2 separate regions of the Zea mays genome follow, and region 2 is linked to region 1. The links are chromatin contacts, called in public Hi-C maps. All regions are on one chromosome and are shown on one strand. The core of a region is the stretch at or near the end of the contact, and the rest is flanking DNA. Distances in the headings are between cores, read along the strand shown.

Region 1 (6,558 bases), core at 1,217-3,716:
TGATTCGAATTCAGATTCGAATGATTTTTATTTTTCATAAGCTCTAGATTATACATGCCCTTATAGATCAACTCAACATTCATACACATAAGCTCCACTGCTCGATCTCCATTCTCCAGTCTCCACCCTGTGGAGCCACGGAGCGGCCCCGGCGGGCGGCGGGCCATGCGTTTTCTGGTGCGCACTGCAGCTGGCCCCTGCAGCACTAGGCCGCCGCCCGACGGATCCGATGTCGGCAGCGCGCGCCGTTCACCGTGCGATGGTGATCACGACCAGCCGTCCTCCAATCTCCGTGGTTAGCTAATCTCCGTGGTTAGCTGGGGTGTCCCAGCGCGTGCTCCGATCGATTAGTCGATTGCAGCCACGCCTCGCTCGCGTAATAATTGGGGCACCGCATGGTTGGGGGAGTTGCCAGTTTCGGGTGCCGCTGCAGGCAGCGACGCGAGCTGGGGGGAAAGCAAAGTCGTTTGTCGTGGCGTCCTTTCGCCGGCCGGCGAGAGAGAGAGAGCATCTGCTTGCTTATCCCGATCGATGGAAGGATCGCGTTCGTACGCGCCTGTTCGTCCCCGGGCGCCCCGCCACCTTGTTAGCGTCGATACGGTGGAACGTGACCCCGCCTTGTCCGCGCTGAACCGTAATTTCCCGGTCGAGGAAAATTTGGGTACAGACAGACGCTGTGAGGCGTCCGTCCTCCGTGCTGGCCTCATGCGCGGGCGCGGCGGCCAAAAAAAAAAAAAGAACATGGTGCGGGCCTGGGCACGGCCACGCGTTCCCCATGTCGACATGCAAATCTGGCCAGAGAAGAGGTCGCCCATTCGGTTTAAGTATTCTCCGTCTCATCTACCATCTTCCAGCTAGTGCTAGACTGAGGGGTACAGTAGTATGTAGACGGTGACATGGACATGGACATGGACATGCGGGGGCTGGAATATAAAAAAATAAAGTAATGGGCATGATAATCCAGACAGCTCAGCGTCCGAAAGCGACGCCATTCGCGGTGAGCTCGGCTTAGTTCCACTCATTGACCGACGGGGAGGATCAAGCTGAACGTTCGTGCGGTAGATGGGAGACGCGGACGACGACGACGGTTTCCAAGTTCCAAGCACCTGCGGCCGTCCATCGTACGCCGATCCCGAGGGGAGTCGGCGGTGCGCGCGCGCTCGCCGACCGATGCTTGGTTTTATGCCGTATCGTATCCCTCGGCAGCGCGTCCGCGCCGGCCTCGGTCAGCCCGGGCGGCTACTTACTTGCCCCGGTACCAGACCAAACCCAACCCGCCCGCCCGCCCGCGCACGGCTGGGACGGAACAACCAGCACACGACCAGTCCGTGCGACCGCGTCCTGTATAGAAAACCTAGCGCACCCAGAGGGTCCATCCTTCCTACCCCTCGGCATCCAGCCGTGCGCGTGCGATATCTCTACTAACTTTTTTTCTAGTCCTACCCATGTTGCGTAGAAATAACCGCTAAAGAAAATCCCAGCAGGAAATCGATCAGGTCCCTACTACCAAATCTCATCCAATCCACATGGATGAGAGTTGGAAGTAAAACTGAACAGAACCTTAGCGGATGGGACGAGTAAGTTTCTTCGCAACTTGGATGTAAACGGTGAAAAAAAAATTCTCTGATAGGTAAACGTGGACGAAGATTTCTCATCCCCGTTTTTTTAGAAACTCGTTAAACTTACATGTGACGATGTTGACAATAAAAATTAATAATTATCTTGTCAAGAGATTACCCATTATACAAATATTATCGTTTTAATGTACACATAATGATTTTTACATCTAATAATGTGTATAAGTGATAATGTTTTATATTTATAACTAATAAATGTAGTACTATCTAATTATAATTTACGCGGGGACGTGAATCTCCAACTGTGATTTATCGTCGCGGGAAATGAGGATAGGAAAAAATATCCCCACAATCGTTTGTTGGGATCTCCACAGGAATTGTTTTTTGGGCCAATTCCCTGTATACCACTGGAAAATATACTCATTCCTTGTATGCCACTGGCCCCACATGTCATAGACACCAAAAAATATACCTATATGCCACTCAGTGGCACACAAGGGATGAGTGTAAAATCTGATGGCATACCAGGAATTTTCTCTTGTTTTTTTCGTCGAGGGAATGATTATGGAAACCCGCTCCGTTGCCATCTCTATGCACAGCGTGCCATGTTATTCACATTCCTTTGCCGTCTGCGCCAGGGTGCGAGCCCCGCGGCCTAGGTCGCGACAGGTGGCCAGCCGAAACCGGGAGGCAGGAGCGCGAGGCAGAGGGGCAGCGTCATCACCCGGGCGCGCGCCAACGACAACGAGGCCGAGGCCGGAAATAACACGCCGGGCGGGCGGGTCACTGCTGCTGCCTTTGCCGCTGCGCGTCCGCGGAAGGGGACGCGTCCCCGTCCGTCTTCCCACTTTTCCCCGATAAAACCACGGGCGCCTCTCGTCCATTCCTCGCTCGCCCACCCTCCCCGCGGATCACAGACAGCCTGTGCCCGCCTTCCAGTCCACAATCTCCCTGCCTCTCCTCTCCCACCCTCCCTCCGAAAAGCAAGCTCCGGCCCGGACCGCCCCACCGCGCGCGCGCATACACAGAGAGAGAGAGAGAGACCGCACGGTCGTTCGGGGTTCCTTTGGCCAGGCGCACGACACGAGCATGGCGCAGCGCGACAAGAAGGAGGAGCCCACGGAGCTGCGGGCGCCGGAGATCGCGCTCTGCGCCAACAACTGCGGCTTCCCGGGCAACCCGGCCACGCAGAACCTGTGCCAGAGCTGCTTCTCGGCGTCGAGGTCGTCGTCGTCGTCTTCGCAGCCGTCCCCTACCTCCTCTCCCTCAGCTTCCGCGCCGGCCGCCGCGGTGCCGCAGCCGAGGCCGGCGCTCCTGGACGCGGCGCTGCAGCTGGCGCCTCCGGCCGCGGCCGCGGGCCAGCCTGTGGAGGCCTCGGCCAGGACTTCTGCCAACCGGTGCTCCAGCTGCCGGAAGCGCGTGGGGCTGACGGGGTTCCGGTGCCGCTGCGGCGACCTGTTCTGCGGCGCGCACCGGTACTCGGACCGCCACGGCTGCCGCTACGACTACAGGGGCGCCGCCCGGGACGCCATCGCCCGGGAGAACCCGGTGGTGCGCGCGGCCAAGATCGTTAGGTTCTGATTCGACCGGCGGGCGGAGGAAGGAATTGCAGAGAGGGAAAACGAAGATTCCAAGGGCGGAAGGGGGGAAAGGCATGCGAAATCAGAGAGGTCTTCGGTGTTACTACTATGCTGTTCTTGGACGTGTTTGATTTTTAATCTCCTTTTATATATATATATATATATAATTTTCCTACGGAGGTGGGAGGAGAGGAGGTGGACGAAGAATAGTGTAATGATAATGGTGGTGGTGCAGCGGCGGTGGTTGAGGGCCCAAAACGATGAACACATGGGGTTGGGTTGGGTGTATGTATCTATCTGTCACACGCAGCTTTTGTGCAAGACTATTATACTACATCGCTGGTCCCTCCAATTTGCTCGATCGTTCAGGCTCCTAATCATATCTGCCGACCCCCCGTATTTCCTCCGCTTAAACTTTTTGCTCGCGGAGAATGAGAAGCACTGAAGCAATCAAGTCCTCTTTTTTTTTCCCGTCTGGCCCACATGCCAATCTCCATAATGGAACCGTCGCATTATCGCGCCGCGGTCGGCACAATAGTCATCTCCCGGGCCGGCTGGCCAGCGTGCCACGGCGTCGCCGAATTTTTTTTGTATTTTAGCCTTTCAACAGAAGTAAAATCTCGTTTAGACTAAAAAAATTTTAAATGCAGTTTTGGACCCTTAGCTCGGCGCCACAGCCTATGGCGCCGAGCTATGACGTGGCCGCAACGGCTAGCTGCGTCCAGGGCTGACCTGGCTCTGACGTGGCGGCGGCGCGCCCTCGTAGCTCGGCGCCACAGATCTTGGCGCCGAGCTACGAATTCCTATAAAAACGCCCGCGCGGCTGGCCGAGAGCAGCTCATTTCATCCCATTTCCAAACTTCGTCAAAATTTCCTGGATTCAAAGATTTGAGTTGGTTCACTTCGTAGACCAAGGTATGATTTCCAACTGATTCGTTTTGTATATTAGGTTGTTAGTTTAATAATTTGTATACACCTATTATATTATTATTTCGATTATTAGTTTTTGTAAACTTATTATAAAGCATAATAGGTACAAGTGATAATTATAATCGTTTATTAGATGAAAGACATATACCGAGAGGCGTTGTGGCAGAAGAGAGGTCGTCCTCGGGAGTTATATCTGGACGTATCTAGTAAGGATGCTCCTGTTCCTCCTGAACTCCCCGTGCCTAACTGTGACTGTGGCAGACTGGCTTGGGTACATCAATCACAACATCCAGACACGGCTGCTCGCTGCTACTACCTTTGTGGCACTTTGGACGTACGTAGCTTATGACTTGTCACTTAATTTTGTTCGCATTCATTATTTTGTAGATATGTAATAGTGCATCTTTCCATTATTTTAGGGACATCAGAAGTGTTTCTTTTTCCAGTGGATCGATGGTCCTGATAAATTTGACCCTCGATATCTTCTTTTCGTTAATTGGTTGAGTGGAAAGACCAGTCATGAGCGTTTTAAGCGTTGGGTACCTCCTCCCCCGAATCCTCCACCAATGACGGATGCGGAGAAGGAGGTAGCAACAGAAAGACGGATGGACTCACCGCCTCGATGCGATTGTGGAGACCGTGCTGTCATCGACGAAGACTATGACAAGCAGTTCTGTTGTCCGAACATAGATTATGTGAGCCCATTGATACGCTAAATGTATAAACTAGTTTTTATTTACAATAAATTACTAATTTTTTCTCCTGCAGCCATACGGGTGGCGTAAGTGTCGTTTCAAAGAGTGGTTGTATGGTCCTTTGTCCCATTGGCCAGAGCCAGAGGTAAAGGAAAAGAGATACATGGGGTGGGCGGCAGAAGAGGTCAAATTTGATCCAGTACTCTGCAAATGTGGTATTGAAGCTAAGTATGGATTAGTTCCTTCGGAGCTTGGTGTTGGATATTTTTGTGGACATATGGTCGATTACGATGAGGTTGGTATTTTTTTTTGCACCAGATGTAATGTTATAGCGGTACTTACTATTTTTTTTGTAGGAGACGAGGAAATGCAGTTGGGAGAGTTACGACGACAAAGGAGAGGTGATGCGCACAATAGAGTCCAAGAGAATAATGGGACAGAAGATGCGTTGTGGATCTCGGCTCGTCGATTCGTACATTAACGATCGCATACGCGACATGCGTAGGGAAGCAAAATCTGCCTTTTATGATAGCCCGAAGCGTGCAGAGTATAGGAGGTTGAAGGCGGCAGATGAGAAGAGAGCACAGGATGTAAGGGAATGGGAAGCGGCTCAAGCCGAGAAACAGATGTTGGATAATCTTGCTGATCGCCTCAAGGGAAGTAAGTGAGATAAATGATATTATAATTATGTTAGTACAATTTATTTATCCTGACTTTGCTAACTTAATTTTCTCATTATATTTGCAGAGATTGGAAGCGGCGTAAACTATTTGGCCGATGAGGCGCATGCGAGATATGTTCAGGATAAAATGGCAACGATGGAGGAGGAGGACGACGACACATCTATATTGAGTGAGCTTATCGCCCTCGCAGAGGCAGGATTACATGAAGAAGAGGAGGACGACACGTCAAGGTTGAGTGAGCTCATCGCACTAGCTGAGGCAGGATTACGTGCTCAAGAGGAAGAGGATGAGTTTATGTCACAGGCCGCCGCAGAGGTAGAGGCAGCTTATTACAAGAAGAAGTCTGATGAGGCTGAGGCTGAGGATGAGCTATTCTCCCAAGCTGCAGATGAAGCAGAAGCCAATTATTACAAAAGAACTGGTGACAAGTGTGATGCAGGACAATGCAGCAAGTGGAATGAGGTTGTTGTTGAGGATTGCGCGACGGATGACTCCGAAGATGAGTTACTCATAGATTGTGATTCAGACTGAAGAATTGAAGATTTGATAATTGTAAATATTAAACAACTAGAGAAGTCTTTACCTGTCGACCAGAGCCGTCAACGCCGCTGGGTTGAAAGTGGGCAGCCCACGGCGGACCTGGTACGATAAGACGTCCAAGCCAGCCCTCTGTAGGAGAGGAGTGTACCTCTCATCGTACCTCATCTCCTCCAGAAACCGGTCATGGGTCCGGACCCGCAGAACGGGCAACACCTAGCAATCAAAAGAATTTTCATTAGTCAAATATATGTCGCATATATTAATTCAAATATAGGTCGCAAATATAACAAACAAAATATTACCTCTCCCTCTGCGGTGAGACGGCCCCTGTGGTGCTCGTCGTAGTGAGGGTCCAGCAAGTGGAACTGCGCCATCCTGCAAATTAAGATATCAACATATTAGAATATAAGTTGTGTACAAAGTGTAACAAAAACATCGACAAGTCTACCGCATGTACAAAGTTGCGTATAAAAAAATATATCACACCTGACTAAGTGTCCAAATGCATGTACGTGAGTTGTGGCCAAGTCTACCGCATTTTCCGCATTCATTC
Region 2 (6,558 bases), core at 2,039-4,538, 180 kb after region 1:
AATCTTCTCCAATGCATCCAGCAATGTGCTAGTTTTCTGCCAATCATCTGGCAGCTGCATGATATTGGGGTTCACATACTTGCCATTGTAGTTACTTTTCCATTGCGATGAAGTGAAACTCCTGTCAGGCTTGTTTGCATTGCCATTTGAGCTGAAAACCTTAACTGGACTTGAGTGTTGTGAAGTACCAAATGTTTGTGCGATGATTTCTCTCAGGACAACTGTGTTCGATAGCCAAAATGTCAACCTACATCAAAATTAGATTCTCACTTAAATTTTGATCTGAAGGAATTGATGGTAATGACAATAAGGGGCAACAAGCAGTAGAAGGTAGTCATAATTTACCTTGAAACATCATTGCCACAAGACTTTGCAACAAGCACAAGCCCAGAAACTGAATTTCTTGCAACTGAAGCTTTCTTATCTGAGGACCAAAATTTTGATGCATGAATGTAAACCCTAGATAGACGGCGAGCTGGTGTATGCAACTTATGTGATGAACAACCGTGCTCTGGCACCACAGAGTAGAGAGAAACCTCGAGGGCAGCAACTTCACGTAGCTCCTGCTCCAACTTCTCAATTTTTGAATATAATTCCTCGTTAATTTTATAAGAAACTGAGTTGCCATTATCAGCTATGTTTTCTTCAGTATCAACAATTTCATCATCAGTGCCAGTACTCTGATCAGATTTTGGAGCTTCATCCAATATATCAATCTCCTTTGCCTCTTCAATGGCTTTACCTTCAATCTCTCTTCCCTCAATGGTAATATCATCAGTTACTTTGCTGTCAATAGGCTTATCATCAGTGACTTCACATTCAATGGCATTATCATCCTTCATTCCGTCCTCAATGTCTTTATCATTCTTTGCTTTGTCATCAACGGCTTTATCATTGGTGGCTCTGCCTTCAACAGCGCTATCATCCTTGATTCTGCCCTCAATTGCTTTGTCATCTGTGGGTCTATCCTCAATAGCTTTGTCATCTGTTTCCTCAGACATCTCAGATGAAGAACAAGAAGGAGCTTTCGGAGTCTCTGGCCTCTTAATTTCAACAGTTTTAGCACCATTAACCGCTTTGTTTGTTTTGGGTGATTTGTTCTGGTTACTGTTTGACGATATATACTGCAGTTTAGTGTGGATTTGACTTTTGGAAATGCTTCTTGCTGAGCGTGGGCTGTTTTCTTTAGACTCTTTCCTTGATAGCTTCTTTGGAACCCTTGAGACTCTTTTCACTTTAGTGTCTTCGTTACTGGTAGCCTCACCCGGTGATGAAAGGGAATTTCTAGCTGGTTCATAGTCTGATTCAGTTACCTTCCCTTGTTTACCATCTCTTTCCACATCACTTGAATGATCATCTCTCTCTTCCCCATTCTCTTTGGCACCCATTTCAGTATCCTTTGTGATGCACTAGAACTTTGGTACCTGGACAGATCACCAACATAATTAGAAACACCAGCAAAGTCCTATCAGCTTACGAAAGTCAATAGGGAATTTCCATGATGGTTTAACAAACTCAAATGATTATGAAATGAAAAAAAGAAGAATTAAAAGGAAAAAAAGGCATAGGCACATGAGTAGCAACTTGTATTAAAGAAAATAAAAGATGCAGTTGAAGTTCAGAGCTGATATGTAGAACCATCTGCACCCCCAAGATTTAAAACGCAGCTTCCAGTAAGAAATCCACTTAAAAGCATGTTCTGATGTTCCTAAATACTGACATGCATTCTAAGAAAGTGTTCACCATGGAGACATCCACTATAAAATATAGTTGCACACAGATCCATCCCCTGCATCCTAATAAATTAATAAAAAGTGCAGCTTACAATAAAGCATTCACCACGGAGCATGACAGTGAGTCCTCTAATCTTTGGTCCTGACAAGCATATGTTCACATCATAAAACAAGCGACAGGACAGCAACTCAAATCATGAATTGGACAGCTGAGCAAGATTTCTGTCTTGCAAGCAAAATTGAAAATTCTATAACAACTTAATAAGAGAATCTGGGACAAATAATATTGTCTACAGGACAAGCAAGTAATTCGCTTGGACAGACGGTAGTTGGGAAGCACATGGCCATGGGGCTCCAGCTGATCTTGGACCACGGTGCCCCTGGATTGCATTCGAGAAGGAGGTCCCAGAACCCAGGGCGATGAGAGAGCCCCAGACATAAAGCTGCGCCATAACTTAACTACAGAGAGATCTGACAAGCCACTGTTATGGCAAAGGTAATTACGATCCATGGTGGGTGTGGACGCCGCTGATACTGAGCATGTGCGGCAGTACTTGATTCCACAAGAATCACTATGTCCTAGTCCGTTCCTCGAAATTACCAACCACCCGACAAAACAGGCAGGTCCATCAATTCGATTTACACCGTTGCAACAATTCGATTTTTCAGCACGGAGAAGTCCAAGAAAGTTGAGAAAACAATAATTGCCAGACAGCTAACAAAAAAGAAATGGGAATCACAGTCTACCACCCACAAATGGACCAGAACTTCAGTCTACAGTGCCAGCCTAATCCGTGTGGAAATTATAAGATATAGTGACTGACATTGCAGGGGGGGGATGCTCAGACGGTACAGGAGCAAGAACAAGAACAGGAAATGAATATAATAACCTCGCACGCCCAGAAACCAACAATTTGGCTTAGTCGGTCGGCCAATGCTGATCAGATGTACCTGCAACCAATATGCAAGCGCACGCACGAAACGCAGAGCTCATCGGACCAAGATCCCACCAGTTTCAGGCTTTCAGCAACGAGACGTTGCGGCGCAAGACCAGCAGAACCGAAAAAAGGGAAATACAACTTCCAAATCTCGATTCGAACACGACGGCATTCCAATCTCCCCCAATGCGCGAGGACGAGATTCCGGGGGTCGATGGGATGAGGAGGAAGGCGAAACGGTAAGCAGAGCAGAAGTGGCTGGTGCTCACCGGGGTTCTCGCGGTTGCCGCCGCGCCGGCTCAGTCCCTCGCGACGCCGGCGGGAGCGGGGACGAGGAGCGAGGACCGGGGAGGCGGTTGCTCTATCTGTTACTGTTGTTCCTTCTTTTTGTAACTACAATGGCGCGCCTGCGCGGGGTTTAAGCTTAACGCGGTGTGGAAGTCGGCGCCGTGGTACCCGCGACTCCCGAGGGAATGTCGGTGCGGAGCGGCGGCGCGTGGGGCGGTCGGCGCGAGAGGGGACGAGGCGGTCACCGGCCACTTGGCTGATACGTCGGCCTCTTGTAGTCTTGTAGAGGAGGGGCGGCGGGCTACGGCGAGGCAGGCAGGCCAAGGGGAGTGCCACCGCTTGGGCGTCGGCTTGGTGGCCGTTGCTGCTGCTTTGCTTATAGCAACGTGTGTTTGGAGGCCGCCGAATCTGCTCACCGCACGGTGACCCTAGCAACCGCCGGGCTCCTTGGGACGTGGCCTGTCAATGCAAGTTACCGCCAACATGTTGCCAGCAATTGGAGTTGGAAAGCACTCCCATTGCTAATGCTAGATCACCATCTATCGCGCTCCTAGTAATAAACCGGTGACCATGAAAGGATCGAGATAGGTGCAAGACGGAGCACAAACCACGGCATAAAAGTCATGATTTGTCCTCCTCAACGTGTCTCACGATTTTTATCAGGTCGGATGATGCACGCAGTAAAAATGTAGTATCACGGATAGATATATATAAATAGCTAAAAAAAAATGGAAGTTATGCATACTCATAAATGGAAGTTGGACGAAAGAGTGCCAACATATACTTAACACTAAATAGCTAAAAAAATTATCATATATTTTTTCTCTTTTTTCATGACTACTTGGAGAGTGGAAGTTTGTTTTTTCTCACTTTTTTTAACTTAATGATGCATACTCATACGATTTAGAATAACTTGAGTCTAGCGATGATGGATACTTAGGGTCTGTTTGTTTCTCTTCTAGATAACTAGATTATATAAGTTGCATTATGGTGGAAGGATAGAAGGGTAAAATATTACTTTGGGGCTATAAATAAGCTGAAATAAGATATCATTGGATAGCTTATTGAGTCCTGTTGTAACCCACAAGCACATTATATTTGGTAGTAAATAAGAAACTGTAAAAAAAACTAGGTGAGGCCACCCTCTTGCATTGTTACAATTTATGTAAAAAAGCTACTGCATTTGTCGTTTGTTTGTTTTAGCTTCGGATTATATACGTAAACGATAAAAGTATAATTCAAACAACCCTTATTGATCTTCACGTGGGGAACCTGCTGGTATGTTTTTTTCCTAGCTCATAATAAGACCTATTCGACTTATATCATGTGGTAAATATGTTCACCTGTCCTAGAAATTTGATGTGCTTAGAAAAGCAAGAAAGAAAACGAAGGGGTTTTGATAGACGGTTAGGATTTTTTTTTTTTAGGAGTTCCAGTTGCCTCACCAAACTTCCCCCACGCGCTTCTGTCCGTTAACTAGCACAAGATATTGAGATAGTGAAACTGAAACATGTCATGACGAGGAACCAGCTTTTGAACAAAAAGCTTCATTCCGATCCAAAGGGGAGAGAGAATCTAGCCTCTTTGCTTTCTTCTAGAAGAAGGCGTTAACAGACGTCGGAACTCGGAAGCCCATGTCCAGGCTCCCAAAAGAGTGGCGCGCGCACTCGGGATCCGCAGCGACTGGTAGAGAGGCTGTCGGTGGTGGCAGCGCCATGGCCGGTTCGCCGTCACAGGATCGGATTAGGCGCCTTAATCACGAGCGCATATTACCGTTCTTCCCAGTTTATTTATCATAACCCGCGCGACGGAGCTGCCGGTGCTCATAGCAGACTGTTAAGGTTATAGCAGTCTGCCGGTGCTCATAGCAGACTGTTAACCCGCGCGACGGAGCTGCCGCGCATATTACTGTTAATTGACAATTACTCAATTATATTTAAATACCGTGGATACATCTCAATGTGTTAGGAGTTCCACCTATGTTTTTGGAGAAATTTCATGGTAACTGTAACACAGCTCATAGCAGACTGTTAAGGCTATATATAGGGAACGTAGGGGAAAAAAAACTGTCTCCAAACATTGTGTCTGAACTCTGCAGTTGTCCATGAAGAAACGGAGAGAGCAACAAACAGATCCGCCGACGACTCTTTCGCTGGTCGTACTAGCTCCAGGTTCCGGTAGGGTATGACAGGCCATGGAAAGGGACTAGTCCATGCCAGATAGAGATAAGCAGGAGGTGGTTGCCTACCATTAGCATGCATTAAACAGCTTTGCTGGCCATCCTACACAAGTGTACCCGCATCCGCACATCCAGCGCGCCGTCCACACCACGCCACACTAGTTTTACGCTGCGTGACAGGATAGAACCACAGTCCACAGCGAAGAGCCAAGGCATGTCCCATGGCTACGACGACCCCATGCCCCTTCAACGCTGGCTGCAACTGTGTAACCGCGTGCAGAGGACATCAGCCACACTGCCACAGCAAAGCGTACTAGATCTACGGCAACGGCAACCCAGTCATCTTTTGTTTGGAGTCATCATCATCAGATGAGATGCAGATGCCGGAGAAAGAAGAAAAGCGAGCAGCAGCTCGTTTGCTTAAAGGTAGACCGTGCAGTTGAGTGGTAGATTACTGACAGGCCCAACTTTGCATCAGTGAAAGCCAGACATGGCAAGCGGAGTAGAGAATGGAAGCCCTGGTCTGGTCAAAAGTACAGGAAAGACACGACGTAGCTTTGGATCTACGCAAAAGCGAGCGTATGTACTCATCTGCAGGTTACACTATGCATACATCCTACCAGAAAAAGACTGTACATGGATGTGTGATGAACAAGCTGTTCAGTGCTACTCCCTCCGCCACCCACCCTCCCACACACAAAAAATTACAATTATTGTTTTTCGAGAAGATAAATAATCTGAACTTTGACTAAAATTATTCAAAATAAACATTATTAGATTAATTAATAAACATATTTAAAGATATAAATATTAATACGACTCACTATAAATTTGATTAAATTTAAGTTTATTTGACTGAGATGAATTTCATAGTTGCACTATTTTTTTTACACCAAGAGTGTACTCTTCAATTCTAGAATACAGTCTACAGAAGCCAGCTTTACTCTCGGCGACAGGAACGCATGGCTGCATATAGTAAAGAGAAAAGGTTGTTTACGAATCTAGGATTGAGAATATGCTTTCTGTTGCTGGTCATGGTAGTTCAAGCATGAAGATTACAAGAATGGAGGTAAAATTCCCATTTAAAAACTCGATGCATCTGTAGTAGCATGAGGGTTATAGAATACACCCTACCCAAAAAGAACTCGTACTTAGATGCATCTAATTAGGAAAAAGAAAAGCAAAACGCGGCTAGTGATGAACAAGCTCCAGCAGTGATGATGCCTATCTACAAACAGATCCCACGCTCCACAAAAGGTCATGTTTACAGTTAGCAACGGAAATACATCGCCAGGGGGACTATTCCGGTTGATTTGGTGACAAGGGGATCCCGAGAGGATTAGAGGGGATTGAGGGGGAAATAAACTAATTTCCCCCTCAATCCCCTCCAATCCTCCCGGGATCCCGGGTCACCAAATCA

Evidence for each region. Hi-C and Micro-C count contacts between places; a contact is called where the count stands out from the background.
Region 2: a Hi-C map of tassel shows a contact between it and region 1, with 1.7 times the contacts expected there. The contact joins the promoter of LOC100384417 here to the promoter of LOC100127541 in region 1. A contact is called at or near these places in 3 of 25 Hi-C or Micro-C datasets (ear, endosperm and tassel).

Annotation. Positions count from the first base shown.
Region 1 is chr7:137,990,382-137,996,939 of Zm-B73-REFERENCE-NAM-5.0, forward strand. LOC100127541 reads left to right here and starts at 2,467. Exons shown (of 1, transcript NM_001112795.2): 1 at 2,467-3,472. The coding sequence starts at 2,667. The coding sequence ends at 3,158.
Region 2 is chr7:138,167,614-138,174,171 of Zm-B73-REFERENCE-NAM-5.0, forward strand. It overlaps LOC100384417, which reads right to left and starts at 3,289. Exons shown (of 8, transcript NM_001362363.1): 1 at 2,941-3,289; 2 at 346-1,424; 3 at 1-247. The coding sequence starts at 1,388.